3 separate regions of the Zea mays genome follow, and all the other regions are linked to region 2. A link is a contact called in public Hi-C data. All regions are on one chromosome and are shown on one strand. Each heading gives the region's core, a stretch centred on a gene start, on an enhancer-like site or on the middle of the called end of the contact. The rest is flanking DNA. Distances are from core to core; before and after follow the strand shown. Region 1 holds the start of LOC100278854. Region 2 holds the start of LOC100283183 (ribokinase). Region 3 holds the start of LOC103636140 (carboxyl-terminal-processing peptidase 1, chloroplastic).

Region 1 (4,267 bases), core at 1,249-3,748, 140 kb before region 2:
TGCATATTGTTAGAACCATCATGTGAGATCAACAAATGACCAAACAACCAAAATAAACTTTATAGATCTTGAGAAGTTATAGAAGTTTATAGTTGACAACTTTTTCATTTGAAGTCATATTGTCAACGAAAACTACATCTGAATTTAAAAATTTAAAAATTTGAATTTTGAAAACGACTTCGAAAGAAAAAACCACCAACATGAAAGTTGTAGGTATTGAAGAGTTATGAAACTTTGTAGTTGACAATGTTTTGGTTTGAAATCATCTTGTTATGCAAAACTATGTTTGAATTTTGAAATTTGAATTTTTCAAACTGTCTCGGATGGAAAAAACACCAAAATAAAAGTTGTAGGTCTTAAAATTTAATGAAACTTTGTAGTTGACAATTTTTTGATTTGAAATCATCTTATCATTGAAAAATTTGTGTGAAGTTTTCAAATTTAAAATCCAAATTTTGTAAACGGTCTCGGATGTAAAAACTATTAAAATAAAACTTGTAGATCTTAAAAAGTTATGCAACTTTATAGTTGGTCACATTTTTAAATGAACTCATTTAGTGTCTTAAATAATCAAATTACTCTCGATTTGTTATAGTACATGGGGAATGAAAACGTAATATAGACATAATTGATGTAGTAGTGTAGTGGTATAGGAGGGTATGCGCGAGAGAGAGGTTACGAGTTCGAATCTCACCATTTGCAAAGTATCTAAATTTGATTCAAAATAATAGTGAAAAATGATAGGGCAACGTATCTAAATTTGATTCAAAATAATAGTGAAAAATGATAGGGCAACGGATAAGGTAATAGGTAGGATTGGAGAGTTGTTCCTAGAATTTAAAAAAATGTTTTGCTGTTTTTTTTAATTTTTTTCGATTCTTAATTTGCCGAGTGTTTTTATTTGCCGAGTGCTTTTTGACACTCGGCAAAGTCTTTGCCGAGTGTCCGAAAAAAAACACTCTGTAAAGAACCCTTTGCCGATGAAATTTTTGCCGAGTGTTCTTTGCCGAGTGTAAAATAGCTTTTGCCGAGTGTCTTAAACACTCGGCAAAGAACGCGATTCCGGCAGTGAACGGGGAGCCTACCACGTCACGGAGGTCGTGGGCACCGCCCGCTGGATCGGCGTCGGCGGCAGCGGCACAATGGCGCAAGCAGGAAGGGATAGGATGGTCTGCCCTGACACCGCTCTTGGCCCACGCCGTACCCTTCCAACGCGTAGCCTAGACGTCGACAAGAGAGGTGACTACCCAAATTTGGAGGACTTCCAATGCCACCGTCGGGAACAAAATTTGCTGCATACCGGCTCCAGTGCTCCACCTTCTCTCTCGTGTATACCTTCCTCGGGTGGAAGACAGGTATCATTGACCTGGGGCTGGTCGGGTCGCTCCAACAATTAGAGATACTTATTTGGAATTATAATATATTTATATTATATAATCTAACTTATTTTAAATTAACACTTAGTTCTGGATAGATTATAATCCTAAACAGATGGATCCTAGTTGATGTCTATATGAGATCCAAATAATTTCAATCTATATACATAATGTAGAGAATAAATCTAGAAATAATTTCATTTTTTTCTAAGCTAAAATATATTTAGTGTATAATATAAATTTAAACGGTTTTAATAATTTTTCTAATCTAAATAATAAACAAAATGACTTATCTAAATACCTACTAAAAGTTTGCAACTTCAGTTTTAGATTTTTTAAGCTCCTAATAATCTGTTTCATTAACTTCATTAAATTTTGTTAAGCTGAAATAGTCCCAAACAAGGCCTTAGAATGTTAAACAATATTTTGATTCTTAAATTTCTTTTTTTAAGAAATAAATAAATGAGAGCTTTTTGAAGATTTATTTCTATAACCTTTTTTTTTGGCAAAGTCTATTTATACTTCCCTAACCTAAAGAAGGAAAGCAACTAATTTTAATAATTAAAAGAGCCAACACATTCGAAGTGGTAAATCAGACCATAATAATAGTTTGGAAAAGTTAAAATGAAATTTTCCAATAAATTACCATTATTCACTCACTCGTGTGAAAAAACTAGTATAGTACAATACCTTTGCTTGCAAACAAGTCATAAATTGTAGGCGGTAAAAATATTTACCACCAGCGCGGTTGATTCTTATCAAACTTGCTCTTAGGGCATGTACAGTGGTGTTTAATGTGGAGGCTCTTAAGGTGTTTAAGGGGGTTATTTACAAAAAAATCTTAGAGCCGTCTCTCCGTGAAGAGACGTCTCTGGCTCGTAAACCAAGTAGCAACAGACGCTTCACTTCCCACTGTACGAATTTGTCGTCTGTTCTATCGATCTGATACTATACAAATACATTTAATTCTATATTTATTAATAGACTACGTTTATAGACACTCCACTGTATAATAGAGTCTCTTAGTTGTCTCCTGTGATTGGAGAACCGTTTTGGTGTCTCTCCACTGTACATGCCCTTACTTTCGCTTGATCCGCTTTGTCCCCCCCTAATCCGTGAGTTGGGCCTTCGGGTTCGGCTTCCATGGCGCGGGCGCGAGGCCGGCTACGCCGTTGCTGCTTTGTTCGTGAGTCGTGAATCTGGATCAAGGCGATTCGAAAAAAAAAAGAATCTGGATCAAGGCATCAAGCTCAGGTTCTCCCGTTCTTGCTGTCCAGACCAGAGATATTGCTCACTGACTTCGGCCTCGGCGTTTGAAGCCGCCACCGGTGGGGTGACGCCGATGGCTTGGAGGATACCTACGGCGGCGGCGGCGGCGTGCAGCAGGTTAGCGAGCGTGAGCCGAATGCCTGGAGCCGTTCGTCGCGAAACGAGCTGAAGCTAGTCGTCTCGACTCCCACGTCCTAGCAAGCGGTTGTCGGCCGTCGGTCGTCGGATCAAGAATGAGTCCACGCGTCAGTAATCTGCTAGTATGCACGGGAGGGAGTTTGGGTTGGGGACCGGATCCACCAATTTTTCTTCCGGCGATGGGAAAACGAAAGAGACCTGCATCTGATTCCATTCTGGAAGCACCCCACTCCAATCCACTCTACATGTCCCACGCTCAGACCCGGGTCCCTCACCGCCGTCTCTCGCGCTCCGGTAACCGCCTCCACCTCCGCACCTGACCCCTCCGCCTCCGCCTCCTTGAAAATTCCTTTTGCTGCTCCAACCTGCGAAGCTAGTTCACTGTACTCTTGCTTGCTTATAACGTAGCGTGCGGTGGACGGGGTTTGCCAGCGACTTCAAGAAAGGTTTGCCCCAGCGCCGTTTCCTGAATCCCCGCGTTTAGCTGCAGGCTATATAGCCATGATTTGCTTGAATTCTCGTTACAAATCATGGCACCTCTTCTAATTCGTATTCCGCTCATCTAGGCTGCTACGTTTTGCCATCATAAGGGTCGTTAGGAGATGGTAGAATTGAGGCTTCCTATGTTCAGTATACAATAATACGGCCCTGTTGTTTCCATGAACGCTTGCTACCTCGTCCAGAAGTCCCTGGAACAGTAGTTTGGACCTTTGAATCCAGTTCCTCAATAGATTGCCCCATGTTTGAAGAGATGAGTCATATTCAGTAATCAGTATTCAGTACCCACTAAATTTTCCAACGAGTTTAAATATCTTTTATCCATTCACAGGTAGATATAATTTGATGGGAAGATGAATGGTGCAGAGGAGGAGGAGCCGCCTCACGTCAGCAGCATGCCCAAGACACAAGACGGTGTTACCAAGCCCAGTCTAGGGAAAGAGCCCATCCCAGGGAGCGAGCTCTGGACGGATGGGCTCATCTGTGCTTTTGAGCTGGTCAAGAGTCACAGGAAGCCTGTTCAGCACAAATCATGGCTGGCAACTGAGCAGATACAGGAGAAGGGCCCCACTATGTGCACGAGGAAGCACTCAAGAAGGAATGGGCACCAGATCACTGAGCCGAAAGTGGATGAGAGCATTGTGTTGGAAAACCCCCAGCAGACTGATTTCAGTAACGATCCTTCAGTGCTCAAAGATAGGCCATTGTATGCTGGGGAGATTTTGGATCATAAATGGGTGCCTATTGGATGGAATAGGATCGCCGAGCTGGTCCTGAGGGTTCAGTCAGACTCCAGCTGGGAGAATGAGTTGATGGAGATGAGTGATAGCGAGGATGATTACACCGTGGCTGATCTTGCAGCTCCATACTGGCAGCGCCCTGTGGGACCTACTTGGTGGTGTCATGTCACCGCAGGCCATCCTTCAATAGATGCATGGTTGAATAGCGCTCACTGGATGCATCCTGCCATCAGAATTGCACTGAGA
Region 2 (4,079 bases), core at 976-3,475:
CACATGTCCCCTGACCTGAGGTCTTCCTACTACATACCAAAAGCTTTCCCAAAAGCCGACGCGGCAGATAGAGCTGCTTTGCATTCAAACATGATTCATGGAATCGCCCCTTTTAGTGGCATCGCTGCTGCAGGTGGAGGTGGCTACAACAAGGTTAATGGGGTTCAGTATGGAGTTTCTAGGATTTACTAGTTCTAGTTGCATTGACCATCTCCAGAACACCTGATCTGAGTTGAAGTAATAACATGGCGAACAGTGAAAAGATTTAGGTGCCAAAGAACTGCCATGTTGACTCCGAGCCGAAGATACGGAGCATGAAGAGTATGGTCTCCGATCTCGGATCAAGGAGGAAGTGTGACGTCAGATTGAAAAACAGATAATATTGGGCAACAGTCATGGTTCTGTTCATTGGACATAGCTTTTCGGAAAGCAATGCCATCACCCCGCGGCAACGGTAAAATAAAAGGAGAGAAAAAAAGGCAGTGCCGTCAGTTGGTTGCTGCTTATAAGAGTCAAAGGGGAGCAGAGACAATTATTACATGGAAAATTATGTACTTTGCAAGAACGGAAACATTGGGGAATAAAAAATAGTTAGTCTACGTTTACCTCTCTGTATATAAAAAAAGTGACTTGATTTTATGTATTACGGCTGGTGAGACCCGCTTCTTTAATTCAAAGCTGTGAAGTTTTGGCCTATATTTTGCTCTATAATAAAGTTCAGATTGGTACATTGAGCCTGTTTGGTATCCGGGACTAAAGATTAGTCACTCTATTTTAGTTCTATTTAGGGGATGTTTATTTGGAATTATAATCTACCCATGGTCCAATGCCAGACCCGAGAACAGCCTCTGAGACCCCTCTGGTAAGGCGGTCCAGTGCTTCCCAGTTCTACAGATTTTATTTGAACTTCTTAAAATCGTCTTCCACTGCTTCCCAGTTCTACAGATTTTATTTGAACTTCTTAAAATCGTCTTCCACTGGATTTGGCTGTTCTTAAGAGTGTTCTTATGACTTAGACAAATATATCTAGTGACTATCCAACTAGTTTAAGTCATGGATTTGGGTTGGTTTGATCTCTCTAACTTATATCCTGTTTTTAGCTCAAACTAGCTCCAAAAGAGTGAGACTTTGATTCCGACATTTTCAACCTCTCTAGATGTATCAAATATATTCTTAGTAGTATTTAGAACTTATCCAAAGTGGAGAACTATTGCTAGTTTTTCTATTCCAAAATTTACCCATAATAGGTTGGTTTTGAGCTGTTTTCTGACTTAGAAGCATATTTGTTGATCTTATGAATCTATGAACATACACTTGGCAGACTAGTTAATCCAAATACTTGTAATGGCCATTAAGCACCGAAACAATTGTAGAAATAGATTAAACCCTATTTTCCTTACACTTAGTGAGTTATGCATACGCTAGATTTATGTCTGATCCCCATAATACCAAATCTCATACTAGTTTCATGTTTTTCTACGGTGGCACCGTAGTACCGTGAAGGTAGCAACATCCACCAACACCTTGGAAGAGAATGTGTTTGGCTACCACAGGATGATTAAGGCCTATTTGTTTTAGATTAAAATATATCCAGATTATAGAATACAACTTAAATAATCTAGATAGAAACAAAACAACCAGATTATTAGGTCACACTATATAATCTAGAGGTCATATTGTCATAATCTCATAACCTCCTTAAGAAATGTTTATTTGATATTATTTTAGCAAAGGATCTACTATCCATGATAACTTTGTTTGTGCTGGATTGGTGGGTCGGAACGATTCCTAACTGGATTGCTTCTGTAATTTATATAAACTTTGATTAGCTAAAACGATTCCGAGTGCAATCCGACACAAACGAACAAGACAAATTATCCACTATTGCTGGTCCCTAAAAAATATTTATCTATTTCTTGCTCTCGCCAAGCAGCACGTAACTTAAATCAATAATCAAAGTTACAATGCCAAACAACTACATCCAAATTATTTAACCAAGATTATATAATCTAATATATAATCTATATTATATAATGTATAAGCTGAAACTAACTATATCATAAATCATGTTATCTAAGCATAACCGATACCTCACTATTACCTGTGTCTAATCTGTTGCGATTAAAAAACGGAATCACTATCATCTTCAGGATCGGATCGGGACGCCGTTACTCCTTGACTCTATCGTTCTGCCTACCCCAACAGGCCAACACTCACTCGAGTACTCGACACCGCCCCTCTGATATGGCTCAGGCACGCGTGCGCCTTACTCCGGCCGGCCGCACGCCGGCCGCCACGTTCCTCTCGGGCTCCAACCCCAGACCCGCCCACCTCACCTTCTTCCCGAAGCTTACCCCTACCTCCCTCTCCGCCGCCGCAGCTGCCAATGCGCCGCCGCCCCACATCGTCGTCGTGGGCTCCGCCAACGCCGACATCTACGTCGAGGTCGACCGTCTCCCGCTCATCGGCGAGACCGTGGCGGCCCGCGCGGGACGCAGCCTCGCGGGCGGCAAGGGCGCCAACCAGGCCGCCTGCGGTGGCCGCCTCGCGCTGGGCCCTACCTACCTCGTGGCGCGCGTGGGGGATGACGCCAACGGCCGACTCCTCGAGGGTGCCCTAGCCGACGCTGGTGGTGTCCGCACCGACCGCGTCGCCCGCGCGGCCGATGCGCCATCGGGACACGCCGTCGTCATGCTCATGCCCGACGGGCAGAACTCCATTATCATCGTGGGCGGGGCGAACATGGAGGGCTGGGCGGCGGGGATCGGTTCGGAGGACCTGGAATTGATCCGAAAGGCAGGCGTGCTGCTGCTGCAGAGGGAGATACCCGATTGGGTCAACGCGCAGGCTGCCCAGGTGCTTTTTACCTATCTTAGATTGGTTTGGCACACAAATTTTCTTTATAATAAAAAAGGTACTGTCCGATTATTTTTGATATGATAGGGTAATGCAGCTTGGAGCGCCACAGTTTAGGGACTGTTTTAAACCCCTAGAGCTAAGTTGCATTGAAAGGATAAGGGGCGATACTGTCTTGCTGATTTTAGTTGGCCCAACCCAGCTAATGAACTAATTGTTAGTCGGGGGTCCAGCTAACAATTAGCTGAAGCTTTAGCTGGACTGTTTGGAACCCCTACAGCTAATTTTAGCTACTAGCAATTATCTGTATAGGTTCCAAACAGGCCATTAGTTATGCTGTAACTTTTTAGGCAGCTGTTTGGTTTCTTACCATAATTATGGTGTGCCACACTCTCATAGCCCCCTGCCCCACACGTGATAGGCTTACTTTCATGCCAAACTTTGATTTTGCTGGCCACACATTTTGTAGCAACCACAGTTTGCCAAAGGTCAGGCGTGGCAAACTACAGCATCAACCAAAGATGAGATATATATATTTGAGAATGAAGCAGCAATTTACTGAATGTTTTCATTATTTGATGTTTCAGTATTCGGTTTTCGAAATTTGGGGAGATATAGTGGCTGTGTCATGTGGGGTCACCACTACACTCACAAGCGCGACGCCAGGAACATATCCAGCATGATGTAGGCGTGATCTGCACTATGTCATCATGCAGATCACCATGCAGCGGGACTAGGCACGATCTGGCACAATAAACGTCCCTAGAAGACCAGTAATCACCATGTAGTCTTTCGTTTAGGAAAGCAGGATTTGCTGCCTTGACTCTAGGGGCCCGCAAGCCCAGCCGTCACCATTCACCATGCAGCCTTTTCATTTAGGGAAACAAGATTTGTGTCGTTGAAGAATTGAACCCAAAACCTGTCTTTTATCACCAGCACCTTCCTACCACTACAGAACACTCATTTGTGACTATATAACTCGGCCGATGGGGAAAGATAGCCCCCACTGTTAAGAACAAGCTTAACCGGAAGGTCCTGGGTTCGAGCCCCAGCCTCTGCATATTATGCGGGTAAGGCTTGACGCTTAAAGATACCTTTCCCCAGACCCCGCACAGTGTGGGAAGCCTACGACACTGGGTACGCCCTTTAACAAGCTCAAATTGAGCCCGACCGAGAAAGGTCACAAAAGTTGGCTCCCCTTGCATCATGAGGGTCCGCGGTCC
Region 3 (4,017 bases), core at 1,275-3,774, 250 kb before region 2:
AAAAACAATACTTTAGCAACTCCTTATTATTTGATAAAATGAGATTTTCTCACCAAATTAAATTCAAGTATTAGATTTACAAATCGAGTTAAACAAAATTTGTGCTTCGGTATGAATGCTTCAAACACTTGACAAAATTTATCTATTCAGAAAATCACCATTCCATTATTTGAAAATATTTTTTTCTTTCTACTAGAAATTAATAATATAAACTAGTTTATTTTCAATTGACAGATTTAGGGTGTTACACTAAAACGTCTGAGCTCCGTTGTGCGTCTGACTCGAAGGGTAAGCAGCGCCCCGTTCTGCCTTGGCGAAGGCCAAAGGCAAAGCCCGATGAAGGATGTTGGCTGCTACCCCGAACACCATGGAGCTTGTGGCAGACGAGTTGGGTCTTGGAGCCACCCGTGTGCGTGGGGAGCTCCCATGGGCCCTCCACGACCGGCTACTCACCTCATGCATGATGAGGCTGTCGAAGGCGCGAACCATTATTGGCTTGCTTGCTGGGCTCCACCAGCACACCGAGGGAGTTGGGACTTAACCCCCTCCAAGTCTGGGCGACGGTGGAGACTGAGCACGCCATGAGCTTGTGCGATGGGCGACGATGGTCAGCATGTGCGCCGTGGAGCCAGGACATAGGCTAGTGTAGCGGATTGCGCTAGCCTTGCTCCTGGCCCATGGGGACCCACCGATGGATTTCAAGAAGGCCATGTTAACAATGTGTAGCCTTTGTTATTGTTGCTTCTTGAAACCCATTGGTAGGTAGAAGTCATCTCCCATGGGCGAGGGAGACGATTCCATCTACTATGGAGCATAGTGACCGATCGCCGATGACGGCCTCGCCCGTTCCTGGCTGCCGGATGGCCGTGATCACCTTGAATACCATCGTGCTATGTCGGGGTCGATGCGTGCGACCCTAGGCATGACGGGGCCTGGAGGAGGGCCAACGACGGTAACCTCAAGCTTCGTGCTTGAGGTTTCCACCACCTTCTTCTTGATGGTGTTGACATGCCTGTTGATGCGCCGCCTAAGATCGACGGCGAGCATCTTGAGGCGTCACTTCTCCGTCTTTTGCCAAATGTCGGCAAATCAACCATGACCGAGCTCGTCGGCGGATGAGTGTGATGTTATCAGCAAGGGGCCAGGCTAAGTGCCCTGCCCCTACCTGGCGTGCCAAATGTCGATCCCAGAACAGGGGCGACAATATAGCATTTGGTGCTAGAAGGATGAACACGAGATCACTCACAAGGTGGGGAGAAAATGCGACGTAGAGCAAGCGAGGAAAAAATGTGACACACAACAAACAGAAAGAAGGAGCGAGATGGACAACAACCTTTCAGGAAGCGTTGAAGCTGTCATCATACGGTTCATGTTGCGTGGGCATTTGATCCAACAATCAAAATTTAATGGGCGATGTGGATAGGCTCGTTGATCAGTTAGAGCTAGTCCTTTAATATATAGAGATTCCTTCGACACTTCGTCCATCATTTCATTTCACGGTTAGGCGAGGCTGAATCGAATCCATGCACAACGTAGTGTGATGCAGTTGCTGATGGGTGCAGCGCGATGCAACTGCATAGGGCATGAGCACGACATCGGGCAACTGGCTAGCAGTTCACCCCCTTTTGGCCTTGTTTTTGTTCTCTATTTCTCTTTTGTTCAACCAATGAGATTGACAAAGCAAGTATTCTTTTATGCTTACTAGTTAGGTGCCTGTGTAGGTAGACATTTTTAAATGAGATAAATATTCAAACACGTTCCAACCTTGTATAATGATTTGTGCTCTATTTAAATGAATGGTTGTGCCCGATCTCACACATTTACATTGAGTGAGAAATCACAATTTCAATCCTAACGCCGTTTCCCGTAAGGTGGATCAGATGACACCAAACCCTAGCCGCTATTGTCCCTGTTTGTTTTAGCTTTTTGGAGCTTCTGGCCACCAAAAGCTGCTGCGGACTGCCAAACGCTCAACTTTTCAGTCAGCTTCTATAAAATTCGTTTAGATAAAAAACATTTAAAATCAACATAAACACATAATCGGTTGAGTCGTTGCAATAGTAGGAATCCGTCACTTTCTACATCCTGAGTCCTATGGACACCTTTATCTTTCTCCGTATATAATTCTAATAATAGTCAGATTCTCCCACAGCCAGATTCTCAGAAAAGCTGGTCAGAAAAAAGCTGAACCAAACAGATCCATCATCCGCCCCTTTCTCCTCTCCTCTCTGCGTTGCCGCTACCAGAGTAAGCAGCGGAAAGTACTACATCTATTTTCAATTGCTCAATTAAGCAGCGGAAAGTACTACATCTATTTTCAATTGCTCAATTATATATTTCATGTTTTGTTTGTCTTTGAGTATAAGATTGTATTTTGCCAACCCGATAATCTTTTGTTAATTATAATTGTGGGATTCTCTAACTATATTTTGGTAAATGGTACTACTGCACTTTTTTTAGACGAAGCACTATTGCACTGTTACCACTTCTTTATGAAGCCACTGTAACGTACCTATCATCATCCACTCCAAAGTCCAAACCCCCACCGAGCCACGCGACGAGCCGCGCCGCCATGTGGCCACTCTCCTACCTGCCGCCGGCACCGGCGCAGCAGTTGCGAGCGCACCCCGGTCCCGGCTCCGGCCGCGGGCCCAGGCCGCAGCCGTGCGGGCTGCCGTTCCCCGACGCCCTCCGCACGGCTGCGGCTGCGGCCGCCGTCTCCCTTTCTCTCATCTATGGCAACGGCGTGGGCGCGGCCTTCGCGGCATCAGCGGCGCAACCCACGGAGGTGTGCCGGAACGGGGGCGCGGAGATGGTAGAGGAGGTGAGGGCCGAGGCGGTGACTAACGAGCAGCTCGTGGAGGAGGCGTGGGAGGTGGTCAACGAGAGCTTCCTCCCCGACGCCGCCAGCCGTCCGTGGTCGCCAGAGATGTGGATGGTGAGTTTGACTTCCTGCAATGCGACCGGCGAGCGTGGTGTATCGTGTGTTCAACTGCGCAGCATCGAAACTCTACGGACATTGAAGCCACAATGCTCTGATTGCTTAGCACATTGTGTTCCCTGTAGATTGTGGGTAGACTTTTTTTTTACTAAAACACAAAAAATATGTGTGTTCTGTTGGTTAGATGGGTGTGAATGTGGAGACAACAAGTATTCGAACCCCCACATGCCGTGGTTTGTAGAACCGCGAAAACTGATGCTTTAGATTGATAGCTGATAATTGATTTTGATCCACTGCAGCAAAGGAAGCAGGATGTTCTCCAAGGCACAATTAAATCTCGTGCTAGAGCCCATGATATCATTCGCAAGATGCTAGCGAGCCTCGGTGACCCTTACACTCGGTTTCTATCTCCCTCCGAAGTAAGTTCCTCACAAGTGTCACCACTGTCACGCTGCTGGTTATGAGCTCGGTATTTTTCCTGTTCAATGTATTGATCTCGTTTGCATTAATGCATTTCTATCTTGCCCTTTATCTCGTTGCTGTACATGTTTGATGACATGATCAATTATGAGTTATAACATTGTTGTAGACAGTCTTTTGAAAAGGAAGTTGGCCATTAGGTATAGCGTAGAGATAATTGATTTTCTTTTGAATTGGGCAAACATTTACATGTGGGAATGATTGGTAAAACCTCTGGGCTCTGGCATACTTACTTTAAACCCTCATTAAACAATGTAGCTATCTTGCTATGCCATATTCCTTATTTTCTTCGCTTTCACAGACAAAATGGTGTCAATGCCTTTCATTTTTACTGTTCTCAGACATTTGTATTGGATACTGTTCTAACTACAGTTTTGATATTGTTTTGCATATGTGTAATCAATCTGCTGAAGTTCTCAAAGATGTCAAAATATGACATGACGGGAATTGGATTAAATCTGCGGGAGATTCCTGATGAAAATGGTTCTTTTAAGTTGATGGTATTAGGGCTGTTGTTAGATGGGCCTGCTTACTCTGCTGGTGTTAGACAGGTTTGTTCTGTACTTTCTGATGAGAAAACTGCTTTCACCACTATA

Evidence for each region. A called contact is a pair of places that touch in the nucleus more often than the background predicts.
Region 1: a Hi-C map of ear shows a contact between it and region 2, with 2.7 times the contacts expected there. The contact joins the promoter of LOC100278854 here to the promoter of LOC100283183 in region 2. A contact is called at or near these places in 18 of 25 Hi-C or Micro-C datasets (bundle sheath, ear, endosperm and 6 more) and 1 of 3 datasets of contacts at active chromatin or transcription factors (seedling).
Region 3: a Hi-C map of leaf shows a contact between it and region 2, with 6 times the contacts expected there. The contact joins the promoter of LOC103636140 here to the promoter of LOC100283183 in region 2. A contact is called at or near these places in 2 of 25 Hi-C or Micro-C datasets (ear and leaf).

What each region holds. Positions count from the first base shown.
Region 1 is chr8:152,787,018-152,791,284 of Zm-B73-REFERENCE-NAM-5.0, forward strand. LOC100278854 reads left to right here and starts at 2,499. Exons shown (of 8, transcript NM_001151993.1): 1 at 2,499-2,762; 2 at 3,613-4,267. The coding sequence starts at 3,635.
Region 2 is chr8:152,930,865-152,934,943 of Zm-B73-REFERENCE-NAM-5.0, forward strand. It overlaps LOC100283183 (ribokinase), which reads left to right and starts at 2,226. Exons shown (of 5, transcript NM_001353327.1): 1 at 2,226-2,856. The coding sequence starts at 2,245. It overlaps LOC103636141 (mitogen-activated protein kinase 8-like), which reads left to right. Exons shown (of 10, transcript NM_001301575.1): 10 at 1-695. The coding sequence ends at 192.
Region 3 is chr8:152,680,766-152,684,782 of Zm-B73-REFERENCE-NAM-5.0, forward strand. It overlaps LOC103636140 (carboxyl-terminal-processing peptidase 1, chloroplastic), which reads left to right and starts at 2,525. Exons shown (of 13, transcript XM_020542768.2): 1 at 2,525-2,938; 2 at 3,241-3,360; 3 at 3,835-3,972. The coding sequence starts at 2,573.